Linked DNA regions of Mus musculus: region 2 is linked to region 1. Evidence: chromatin contacts called from public Hi-C data. All regions are on one chromosome and are shown on one strand. Each heading gives the region's core, a stretch centred on a gene start, on an enhancer-like site or on the middle of the called end of the contact. The rest is flanking DNA. Distances are from core to core; before and after follow the strand shown. Region 1 overlaps Gm34455 (a long non-coding RNA gene). Region 2 overlaps Ergic1 (endoplasmic reticulum-golgi intermediate compartment (ERGIC) 1).

The links. Hi-C and Micro-C count contacts between places; a contact is called where the count stands out from the background.
Region 2: a Hi-C map of the C2C12 cell line shows a contact between it and region 1, with 4 times the contacts expected there. The contact joins two enhancer-like sites. A contact is called at or near these places in 1 of 15 datasets of contacts at CTCF or cohesin (the NIH/3T3 cell line), 22 of 484 Hi-C or Micro-C datasets (the 4T1 cell line, the C2C12 cell line, the C3H10T1/2 cell line and 16 more), 14 of 115 datasets of contacts at active chromatin or transcription factors (CD8 T cells, the HPC-7 cell line, acute myeloid leukemia and 10 more) and 3 of 9 other capture datasets (adipose tissue, embryonic stem cells and liver).

The regions. Positions count from the first base shown.
Region 1 is chr17:26,483,869-26,490,050 of GRCm38.p6, reverse strand. All of the region lies in intron 1 of Gm34455 (a long non-coding RNA gene), which reads left to right. Among named protein-coding and RNA genes, the nearest start is that of Gm34455, 17 kb to the left of the region's middle. Within about 2 kb of position 4,805, at least 31 of the 459 cell types and tissues checked have an H3K27ac peak or open chromatin away from gene starts, as enhancers often do. A contact at or near this core is called in the C2C12 cell line, where this site is marked.
Region 2 is chr17:26,649,093-26,655,502 of GRCm38.p6, reverse strand. It overlaps Ergic1 (endoplasmic reticulum-golgi intermediate compartment (ERGIC) 1), which reads right to left. Exons shown (of 10, transcript NM_026170.3): 10 at 1-436. The coding sequence ends at 329. Gm41553 (a long non-coding RNA gene) reads right to left here. Exons shown (of 2, transcript XR_876696.2): 2 at 2,647-6,410. Among named protein-coding and RNA genes, the nearest start is that of Gm41553, 11 kb to the right of the region's middle. Within about 2 kb of position 4,577, at least 66 of the 459 cell types and tissues checked have an H3K27ac peak or open chromatin away from gene starts, as enhancers often do. A contact at or near this core is called in the C2C12 cell line, where this site is marked.

The DNA of each region.
Region 1 (6,182 bases), core at 3,556-6,055:
TTGTAAGTAAACTGTATATAACTAGATGGTGAGCAGGGAGGTGTGTTAGACTCAGTCCTGCTTATAAATGTAAAAGGGTATAAAAATGATAAGCAAAAGGCTCACTGTTCTAATAACCTAGGACCTGAGGAAGCCTTGGGCAGCCATGTCAGTTTTCACAATAGAAAAATACAGCAGCATGTTCCCTGAGCCTTGTCTGGGAAAACAAGATACTTCCCTTCAGCGAGCTCACCATGTCATACATGGATCCATCAGCCCCTTCCATTTCCCAACACTAGACAGGAGCCACCACCTGACAAAGGACCTCAGGAAATGACACCACAAAGATGTGCCGCTGTCAGCAGGCATCAGATGTGGGCCACAGGATTACTGCAAGGGACGCAGTGAACAACTTCAATAGAAAGGACCCTAACAGATGAAAGTCTTCAGGAGAGCCCCCAGAATCCTCTGTCTGGGGCTGCCCATCTGCTTTGAAATGGGGTTTCCAGGTGGGATTCTTGGAGTCCAGCAGTTTGGAGACCCCTGGCTTAGGGTAGGTGGGAACTGGCCGTGGCCATTGCCTCCCCAGTGATCCTGACAGGTGTGTCCTTGACATGTCAGGCAGTGTAGACGGTAGAACAGAGGTAGGGTGTCTTTTTTTACACCGAGGGTCATCTTTTTTTAGTGTGTGCATCTTTTGGGTAGCCCTTCAGGATCTGACCTTTATTTCGGCCCGCCCAGAACCCGCTGTTTAAAATTAGAACTCTTGGCCAGGGCTGCGGGATTCTGCTGCCTGGGATACAGCATAAACAACACACACCTGCTGCTGGGACACTGAGTGTGTCCCTGATCCAGGGCAGCTGTGGACGGCTGGCTCCTGTCCTTGCAGAATGGCCTTAATGTTTCTGATGGACTTGGCTCCACCTGCCACGCTTCAGAGCAGACTCTCACACATGTATGTGGGCACCTATGAGGGAGTTTCTACAGGCACAGGGTCCTAGTATATTGGTTGGAGCTGGTTCTGGGAGCAAGGACAACCAGGGTTCACAGCCAGTCAGGAAAGATCTTGGCCTGGGCTGTTCACACAAGTGCGGATGTGAACACAACTGGATGGTAGGGGAGAACATCCAGAGTTCCTGATGTCCAGGGAAGTGAATGAAGAGTTATTTAAGCCTGTGCTATGCTAGGCATTTCCTATTGCCTCAGTGTTATGGGTGGAGACTTGTTCTCATCTTAGTACAGGGGATCAGAGAGGTTAGGCCTCTTCCCTCAGGGTGCATAGCTCACAGTTGCAAAACTAAGCTTCGAGCTGAGTGAGTCTGAGCACAAAGCCTGTGTCCTTTAAGCTCCACCACCCAGTAGGTGCACCAACGGTCTGGATGGTTCTATGCCCTCCTCTAAGGGGAGCCATTCACACTGCAGCGTGCAAGGTTACTGTGACATGAGAATCAAGGAAGACTTCTTAGAGGAAGAGGCAGCGGGGCAGGGCTCCACAGACTCAGTAAGAGTCTACTAGACAGGGGTCTGGTGGGAGGAAGAGTATTAAGGAAGGGGCTTCCCAGAGGAGAGAGGAGCCTGTTAAAGGCAAAGGGATGACATAGGCAAGGTCTCCAGAGACCAGGGGTTCCCAACGATGGGTATAGATAAGGGTTGGGGGGGGGGTAGGAGGGCTGGTTGGCAGCTACCAAGGTGGAGACACTGGAGACTCTTAAACTCACAGTACACACTCTGGTGTGCATTAGGGAGGATGGGGACTCAGACCTGCCTATGGAGACATCCTGGCTGGCCAAGTGATCTTGGGGACAGAGGGGTTGTGATAAGATGTGACAGAAGTGTTCTTACCAAGGATGACTATGGCTCCCTGAGCACTCTGCCTCCTCCTCTGTGAGAAGTCAGGCTCAGCCAGTCTGCCTGGAAGAGCTCCTGGGTGTGCGTGGCGTGTGAAGGGGTTGGGAGAGAACACACTGGCCTGGTTGGTTTGCCCCTGTGACAGCTGGGTGGCTCCTTTCCACTGGCTAGTTGGATGGGGCAGAGCCATGGAGATGGATGCTCAGTCCCTCTTGCTAGCCTATACCTGGCCATTGTTTCCCTTCATCCTTTTACCTCTGAGCGGGTGTGTGTTATAGATAGGAGAACCATAGGCCCAGTTCGCAGGTAAGAAAGCTTCAGGCTCACTCTTTCAACTAACTGCAGAAGTTGGTTTCCTTTCTGTTAAGCTTCTATAGCCTGCTCCAGAGAATGAGGAGATCCGGGGCTAGCCTCATTGCCCTACTGACCCTCTATTGCACCTTCTATGCTTAAAGGAAGACAGTGCTTAGAGAGAGCTCCTTCTGGTCAACCTTCCACAAAAACTGCTTTAGTAAGCCCTTGTGATTGGTGTTGGCAACAGAACCTTCCAGAGGTATACAGATTAGTTTGCTGTGCACTGGATACAAGCCAGGATCATCTGGGAAGAAGTAACCATGATAGAAAAAAATGGCTCTGTCAGATTGCCTTGTAGGCGAGTCTGTGGAGGCATTTTCTTGATTAACGATGGGTGAGGGAGGACCCAGTGTGAACTCACTGTGGGCGGTGCCTGGCCCTGGTTGTGTAAGAAAGCAGGCTGAGCAAGCCCAAGGAGCAAGCCAGTAAGCAGCTCCCCTCTGCGGCGCCTGCTTCAGCTCCTGCCTCCAGGTCCCTGCTGTGATAGCCTGTGAGCTGTAAGATGCAACATGCTGCCAGTTCCTCTCAAAGTTGTGATTGGCCATCAAGTTTGTCATAGCAACACAGACCAAACTAGGACAAGAAGTGAAAGCTCACAGCTTGGCCAGTGACCCAGAAAGATGCTTTCCAGACCCACATGGCAGGGTTTGAACTGGTTTGGGGGTTAAATTTCAAAAATTGAGTGATTACTAAAAAAACAAAAGGCAAACAAACCAACCAACCACAACAAACCCATGTGTTCCTGGTAAATTTTTAATAATTTATATTTCACTGTTCTTCTGTCATCTTAGGTCCATATTCATTTACTCATTTCAAAACTTTCATCATCATCATTGTCGTCATTATTGGTATTTAGAAACAAGGTCTTACTATGCAAGCCTGGCTGTGCTGGAACTCACTATGTAGACCAGGCTGGCCTTAAGCTCAGAGAACTGTCTGCCTCTGTCTCCAGACTAAAGGTGTGCTCCACCAACATTTTACGTTAGTTATGTTTTAAACTAATGTGAACAGCAGCAGCAGCAGGAGCAAGTGAGAGAGCAGGCTAGAGAGAGAGAGAGAGATCTACTTATTTGATTTTGTGTGTTTGAGTGTTTTGTCTGTATCATGTATGTGTACCACATGTATGCCTGATGCCAAAACAAGTCAGAAGAGTGCCCTGTCTCCCAGATGGTTGTGAGGCGCCATGTAGGTGCTGGTACTCTGCAAGATCAACAAGTCACTTGCAGAGCCATCTCTCCAGCCCCTGGCTTTGTTTCCTTAAGCTTTGAATTAGAATTAATTACAATGGTAAAATCGACTGAAATGATTAGTGCTTGATGTAAATTTAAATTTCTTTCCTTTTTTCTTTCTTTCTTTTTTTGTTTTTTGTTTTTGTTTTTCGAGACAGGGTTTCTCTGTGTAGCCCTGGCTGTCCTGGAACTCACTCTGTAGACCAGGCTGGCCTCGAACTCAAAAATCCACCTGCCTCTGCCTCTGCCTCCCGAGTGCTAGGATTAAATGCGTGTACCACCACCGTCCAGCTTAAATTTAAATTTCAAGTACCAAAGGTCAGTGTTCAATGTCCTTTTGCTATAAGAGGGACTTGCCAACCAGTGGCCTCTCGCAGACAGAGGACAGAAGATTCTCCTGATCCCCTCAGCTTGTCTCTTCCCCATTCATCAGTCAGAGGCTTTGAGAAAGAGAAGCTAGATCGGATCCTGCTGCCCACTTGTGACTCCCTAAGACTTCTGTATGCAGATGTTCGTGAAGATCCAGCCTTCCCTAAAGATACTTTCCCAAGGCTGACTCCCAGCCTGCTCTGCTCTGGTGGTCTGCCTTGCCTCTAGCTGGTCACCCTCACTGACACATGGGTAGTTATTTTCCAAGCCCGTCCCAGAGGCTACCCTCTCACTAGCCCCTAGCTAAACTGGGAGTTCTGAGTTCAGATGTCCTGGGGATGGGGACAGGAGAATCATTCCAGGACTGTACAGAGATCAAGTCCACCCATACAACACAGTGTCTGCATAGAGCTTGGGCAACTCCCCTCCCCATATTCTTTAAACCAGCTCTGGAAGACATACCACTCCTAACAAACTGCACATGGCATGACAGCTACCATACTGTGTTGTTTATAGAATGATGGTAAGAAAAACACATGTGTTCAGTATAGACATAATTATTTTTGGAGGCAGCCTCTCTCTTGTAGCCCAGGCTAGCCTCAAACGTCATCTTCCTGACTATACCTCCCCAGTGCTGGTATTGCAGGTGTGTGCTACCTGCTTGACTCAGACACAATTTAAAATTTTTCTATTTTTGATCTACAGTTGGCTGGGCCTGTGCATGTAGAACTCATTGGTACAGCTAGTGGGCTGTGACAGTCACTTTGATGTTTATTTCTCTGGAGCTTCTACACTTTTTGAGTTGTTTTGTTTTGTTTTGTTTTGTTTTCTACCTTTCCAAGAGTTCTTCTGGGCACTTCTATGTCATCGGATGTCTGGCTTTCTGGTGTGTGTAAGGATAGCCCAAGTATAGCATGCATAGCTGAACAGAAACAAACCCGTTCCCCCAAGCAGCTGAACAGCCCTCGGCTCCCCCTGCTCCTGGATCGGCACTGAAACCTGAACACAACTGGCTGGCTTAGTCACCCTCTGTGCCTGGCAACACTGGCAACGAAGGCCTCTGTGCCCAAACACACCACAACAGGCCTATGTCACCAGGTTCCTGAGGCAGCCCAGGCATTTGGAGCTAACTTTCCTGAGCAGAGAGGGACTGAGGGAGAGGCAGTGGTGGGCATAGACAAGGGGGCGAGAACAAGAGACAGGCTGGAGACAGGCAGCAACCAGCAACCTGGGGCTTCTGGGGTACAGCGTGAGTCTTGAGAAAAGCTACTTTGCAGGATAGGCTCAAGACTGTTGAAAAATAGAAATACCGTTGGCAAGCCAGAGCCACCACTGGATTGTGAAACTGGCTTCTCGGCGGGCTCCTCCTCGGAGAGGGGGAATTCTCTAATTTCTTTATTTTGGGTTTTATAACAGCTTCAATGAAACAGTCACATGCCACATAATTTGCCCATGTAAAATGCAAGATGTGGTGGCTTTCCATGTGTTCACAGCTGTACTTACCCACCTGTTAGTGATTACTCTGCTTTTCCCACGCCAACCCTGTCCACATCACGCTCCTGGCCTTAGACAGGGGAATCTACCCTCCCTCTCTGCGGCTTGCCTATTTTGGACCTTTCATAGAAATAGACTTAATAATATGTGGTCTTTGGGGGTGGGTTTCCTCTTGTGTCCAAGCTTCATGGTATAGTATGCGTCAGCACTTTCTTGATAAATCATTATTTGTTATTAGTAATAGAATGGTAATACTCTATTACGTGGCTACGCACACACTGTTCCTCTCTGACTGATGCCACCCCTGGGCTCTTTCCACTTGGGCTCTGATGAATCACTCTGCCATGACTGTTCATGTTCAAGTCTTCATGTAGTTTTGTGTTCTCGTTTCCCTTGGTTGTACACCTGTACACCTAGGAGTCAACTTTTAAGTTTCTTTTTAAAAGGAACCCCTCCCCCAGTCAAAATCTGTGCCGTGCTGAGTGGATTGAAACGCCAGCATGGTCATGCTAGAACACGTGACTTTGGTGAAAGCAACGGCTGGGCCTGGAACATGCTAGAAGCTCAGTCAACAGAGGTCCAGATGTTCATTCTGGTGTTCTCAGTGAAAGGTCCAGGGTAGAAATGTCCTGACAGCAAATTTCTCTCCTTCACTCCTTCATTCACCCACAGGTGCGGTAGGCTGCCTCAGGTACTTAGGTGTTGTTTGGGTGTCCTAGACACAGATGGAGAATCCCTAGTCACCCCGCACATCAGGAGCTCAGTTTAGAGGAGAAGTCAGACATGAGACCCTTGTTATAATCCTGAAGGAAGCAATGACATCCTTTCCCCTTACTCTGGGCATTTCCTTCTTGAGATTCCTCATATGTGATGTCTCTCATTCCCAGGACAAGGGTGACAGTAGGGAAA
Region 2 (6,410 bases), core at 3,328-5,827, 170 kb before region 1:
GCCTGTCTGAAAGCTTATCTGTTTGTACTCTAAGTTATTCCCTAACAGAGAATAGACTACAGCCTTCCCAGAGAGGTCACCGGCATCCCTGGAGTACCTCCCCATGCCTGACCCTGGTCTTGGGGCTCTGCAGGGAAAGAGACACGTGACTCCAGGCAGTGTTAATTTATCTAAAACATGGGGAGAGAGGTAGCTGGGGAACCTGGTGCCACCCATAACCATCACCCTCCTCCCACACACACTGGGCCAGAGAAGGCAGAAGGAGATAGGACGCCAGAGGCAGGGCTAGCAGGGTTCCTGGTCCTCAGTCACTGGGCTGGACAGGACGTCAGTGAATTTTGCCCAGCTGGATCTTCTTCCACGCTTCTGAGGCTGTGAAGATACAGGAGTCCAGAATGCCGGCGACAGTGAAGGTTCCGCCGATGATGGCACAGATCTGCAAGAGGGTGAGAGAACAGAGTGTGTCAGACATCAGTGCTGAGGGGCATCAGGCGGGCACCCTCCTGCATTACAAGAAGCGCACTCATGCAGACACGCTGCCCACGATACCATTTTGTTTGCCACCTTGTCGCTGATGGTACTCAGGGAATCAAAGCGAACCACTTGTTGGATGAACTGGATAACAATAAAAGCGATTATCACCTGTGTCAGCTCCTTTAGTTCCCAGATGAACTTTCTGCAGGAGGAAGGGGATTATCAGACCCATTTCACAGGTGAGGGAAGTGAGGTCACTTCCCAAAGCTCACTAAGTAAGTAGCTGAGATTTGAACTCACGTCTGTGTTGACCTTGGTGCCTATAGTATTAACTTCTACTACATGTTTCCCAGCTACTTATGATCCTATTTTCAGATAAATGATGGGGAATCTGAAATGTGGTGCCTCTGGCCCCCAAGGTCATATGTACACAGGTCATCTGGGACTGGAGCCTGGATCTGACAGCTCCAGCGTCTGCTGTGACTGAATAGGCAAATGGCCTGGGTGGGTAGGACTGGAAACACTCAGCCTTTGGAGCTGGCATTTCCTCTGCTGATAGGTAGTAAGCAAGCAAACTCCAAACAGCAAGGTCATTGCCTCGGAGGGTACCAAGGCGGCTTCCAGTGGTGTTCCTGACATTAGGATCCAGCCAGTTCTTCATCATAGCAAGTTACCCCATGCATTGGCAGATGCCAGAATTGTACAGATTTGCCCTCTTGTTGACACCAAATATTGTTCAATGTAGCCTGGAAGTGAATATTACCATTGCTAGGGATGGCTGGAGGAGGGGAAAGAGGGGGGAAGAGGTGGTGGCGGCAACAGCAGCTGCCCAACTCCACAGCCACAGCATGGACCTATGACCTCAAAGAATCTCCAGGTGAGCCATAGGATGTTGGTGTATGTGTGTGTTTTTAAAGGTTTATTTTAAAAAAAGAATTATTTAAGTATAAATTATGTACACTGTAACTGTCTTCAGACACTCCAGAGGAGGGCATTAGATCCCATTACAGATGGTCGTGAATCACCATGCGGGGAATTGAACTTAGGACCTCTGGAAGAATAGTGCTATTAACTGCTGAACCATCTCTCCAGTCCTTTTCCTTTATTTATTTCATGGATATGAGTGCTCTGTTTTCATGCACACCAGGAGAGGGCATCAGATCCCATTACAGATGGTTGTGAGCTACCAATGTGGGTGCTGGGAATTGAACTCAGGACCTCTGGAAGAGCAGCCAGTGGCTCTTAACCACTGTGCCATCTCTCCAGGCTAGTGACCCCCAAACCCCCTTAAATGTCTATCACGAGGCTAAGGAACAGTAGTAGTTTAGAGGGCTGAAATCATGTTCAACAAATGGCTGAACTGGGACTCAAAATAGTAGAGCCCGTGTTTTTTACTTACTCATTTTGTAAATTTGCGACTTAATTCCCTGAGACAGGCTAATTTCAAACTCATATAGACCAGGATGACCACAAACTTCTGAGTCTCTCATCTCTATCTCCCAAGTTCCCGGATCACAGGCATGCACTACTATACCCAGCTGAGTCTTTGCTCTTAACTTGACTGCCTCTTCCGTAAGAAATGCCCCATCTAAATGAATAGCATAAAGCCTTTGATTTGTGTTGGGATCATGGAGGTCCTTGTGCCCACAGAGCACTAGAGAACCGGGAATGTTAAACACACAGGGGCCTCTCTCCAATAAAATACCTGTTTTCCTGCCCAGAGGGATGGGCACAGGTATCATTAATGACCTTTGTGCTATCTGTGGCAGCAGCCTCATCCAAATCTCCCAGAACGATTATCCCAGACTTTCCCTCCCTAGCCCTTTATCCCTAGCTCCCAGTTAAACCTAACCTTAGGGGAGATGCCACATGTGCCTAATAGCCTGCTTACCTCTATGCAATCTATCAGAGACCACACTAGATTCTAGGCCTTTTTAGCTATAGAAGCCACCCTCGTGGTCACATGTACTTCACAAAGGAGCTTCTATGCAGCCACACCTAAAGCTTTATGGGCCCCTGGAATTGGACTGGTTGTTGCCTGAAACCTTTTCCCAAACTGTACTGTGTTTTAAACATGCCAGCAACAAAGCACTGCCATTAGACTCCTTGGAGTCTGATGCAGGTGGATGAAGCCAAACCAAACCAAACCAATAAGAGTTTTCATTCTTATTCTTCAAGGGTTTGCTTCCCTGCCTGGGCCCCCTCAGATTTGACTTACTATTGTCCAGCTTTACGGTGGTGCAAAGGCATGTCTGTAACCACCATTTCTCCACTGCAGGACAATGTTCAGTAAACTGAAGGCCACGTTCTTACATTTCACTGCAAAACAGACCTCCTATTCAGTGCCTCTGACCAACTACAGGTGTGATGGCTATTGTTGGTTGTCAACTTGACTACATCTGTGAGGGATTTTTTTTCTTAATTAAATCATTTGAAGTGGGAAGACCCACCTTTAATCTGGGCCACACCTTCCGCTGGTAGCCTATATACAGAACATGGAAGAAGGAAGCCCTCTTTTTGCCTGCTTGTTCTTGTTCTTGCTGGGAAGTCCATTCCTTCATGGGCATTAACACATTCTTTAGAATTCCAGCATATAGTGAAGACCAGCTGGGACATCCAGTCTTGTGGATTGAATAACTACTGGATTCTTGGATTTTCTGAAGGTAGACAGCCATTGTTGGCCTAGCTGGACCACAGCACAGCCTGTAGGATATTCATTCATTCGTATGTGTGTGTGCGCGTGTACACACGTATTCACACACACACACACACACATATATATATATATATAAATACATGAATGATTAGGCTAATGTATGTAAGTGGGCAAAGCCACAGTGTTGGGTAGGCCACCTGTATTAAATCTATACTTTTACAAGACATTTTTGTGTCTGTATAATGTGTATGTGTACATCGTGTATAAGATTGTGGATGCACGTATGCCACCCAGCTCATCTGGAGGCCAGAGGACAACCTTGGATGTTAGTCCTCTTGTCTGAGACAGAGCTTCCAGGGGTTCTCCTGTCTCTGCTTCCCATTCTACCACTGATTACAGATGCGTGTGTTACTGAGCCTAGCTTTACATGGGCTCTAGGGATTTGAACTCTGGATCCCTCATTTACAGGGCAATTACTTTACCTACCCAGATATCTCTGCAGCCCATATAAATATATCATATGTTCTAAAAATTATAATTTATGTATATTAAATATTTATACCATATAATTATATAAAATATTATACTAACAATATTATATTACTAAATACATAATATTATATTGCTATGTATTTATTTACATATAACATTAAAATATTATATAAATGCTTATACCTAATTTGCAATGTATTAATGTATAAAATAATATATAAATTATATATTGTTTGTATATATACACACACACACATACGCACACACATTTAAATGGGGTATCCTCTGCATAGCTCTGGCTGTCCTGGAACTCACTACGTGAACCAGGCTGGCCTTGAACTCAGAGATCCCCTGCCTCTGCTTTCAAAGTGTTGGGATGAAAGGCATGTGTTACATGCCCAGCGCCCTAAGTATACTTTTTATTTTGCTATTTTCAATTTAAGATGAGAACATGGAATGTAACTCCGACACACATGGAGGAGCAGCTGTACTAGCTAAATTGTGAAAGTCCATTTGCAACTTAACTTATGTATGCCTTACATACACATTCATATATATTATATTTATTTTATTTTTTGTTTTTAAGACATGGTTTCTCTGGGTAGCCCAGATTATCTAGTATGTAGCTCAAGCCGGCTTCAGACTCAGAGATCCACCTGTCTCTGCCTCTCATATGCAGGGATTAAAGACACACACACTTTCTGGGTATGCATCTGTAGACAGATATCAATGACACATAACCACCACAGGACTCTGGGTGGCAGTGGTGCCCTAATGGATCAATTGATGCCAAGGGGTGGGAAGCCAGAGGACACAGAGACAGTGACAGGAAAGCAGGCCACATTGGCATTTATCTTTGAAATGGTGTTTTCGTAAAATGAGCTAAGCGGAGGCGGCGAAGGCCTAAGACAGAGCAGGTCTGTGTGGATGGCCTGGAAGCAGAGCAGCTGACATTCCAGTAATAACAGCCTGAGAAACCCGAGCAGCCCCCCAGGGAGCTAAGAGGATGGGGGACGCTGTGGGGATTATGATGAAGTGTTTTTAAACAGGCCAGGCCTCTCCCCACCAGTCCTGGCGCATGACACAGAGGCACTTTTCAGGGAGAATGACGGCAGTGAGCTGCTTTATTTCGGTAGCGTGGGTCAGATGATGGCAGATTTTATACCACAGAATGCTTTTAGAGCTTGGGTAGGAAAATGTGACTTCAGTGCAATGGAGCAAAAAATAAAAAATAACCCTGCCATCTGCCTTCATCCACACACAACTCGGAGCCTGGGTTCCTATGACTCACACAAGCCTGGCACCGTCTTAAGGTCTGCTTTCACTGGGCTGGCCCAGGTTAGAGGGAGATGACCCATGACTGAGGCCCACAAGAAGATGCGGCCTTTGGGGAAACTGAGGGAGCATGTAAGCTATGCCAGAGCCCCATCCCAGTGTAAGTCACTGTCAGCCTGGAGGCTCCAGGGATGCTGCAGTAACCCTCCAGGTTTACCTCCTGATGTCAGCTAACCCACTCCTGTGGCGTGTCTGAAGGACTAGATTCTGTGGGCTGCAAGGAAGACAGGAATCTTGATAGAGCTCGGGGGCATCTGAAGTGCTGAGGAGATTCTAGGGGCCCACCCTTGCTTTCACTACAGTGCTCCCTCAGCCTGGTGTACAGAACTAGTTAGCTTCAAACTTAATATTTAAATGTACACTTTTAAAATAGTAGTACTAATTCCTTAGTTTTCAAACTAGGCACAATAAAAGACAAAGGATAATAAAATAGAAATAGTATGATTATAGTAATATTATTTAAGATCTACGAACCATTTATGTCAGACAATTCCCTTTCAGTATGTTCACACTGTAGCTATGGAAACAAGCCCTAAGGACATTGTTGATCTCATCCCCATCCTTAATCCTAACTAGAGTGAGGTGGGTGACAGTCACAGGCACAAGCAAGGGGCTTGAAGCATGGAGTATCCTGGAATTGACACACAAAGGGACATGGCAGCTACCAGCACCAGGAGATACCACACTGGGACTCACTGGGGAAACTGCCACTCTTGGTCATCTTTTATTCTGAGAAGGTCAGGGCTCCTACATGGGAAATGAAGCTGTGGGCCACACGAGGGCGTCATGGTCCTCCTTCACCACTGATGATGTCTTGGGCAACATGGGAAAAAATGAATACAGCAGTTGTGAGATAAAGCTAGAGATGGTGCAGGAGGGATGCTAAGAATGGCCAGGAGAGGGGACAGGCCACTGGACACTCAGCATCGCCCTGACCTGCAGGGAGGGCCCAAGGTCCACATGAATAAACGAATAACTATAGAGATGGAGTGGAAGTTCCTCAATACAACTAACCAGGGCAGGCCGGAGGTGAGGGCTGGGGAGTCTGGGCCTTCCTGGCTGGCACAGGAGACAGAAATCATCCCCTGGGGCTTGAGCCGTGGCTGCCATGCACACGTCTCTCAGGGCCTCAGCTGTCCCATCTATAAACAGGAAAAGCACCCTGACTTCACTGACAGTCATTCTGCAGAGCAGACCTCCAGTGTACCTGGAACTCAGTAGGTGCTCAGTAAATGATCTCAGGCTCCAACCTTGGTGCCGAGTGTGGTGCTTTCTATGTACCGAGATCCACTTTAATCAGAAAAGAAAAAAAAATGTGTGGAATCCTACCGATTACTTCTTAGAGCCTTCTGTCCCCATTCCCTTCCTCCTGGCACTTTAAGAGGAAGACAAGCTATCATGTAGGAATAGCATACTAAGATTCTCTGAAGACTTCGAAGTGGCCCAAGACCCA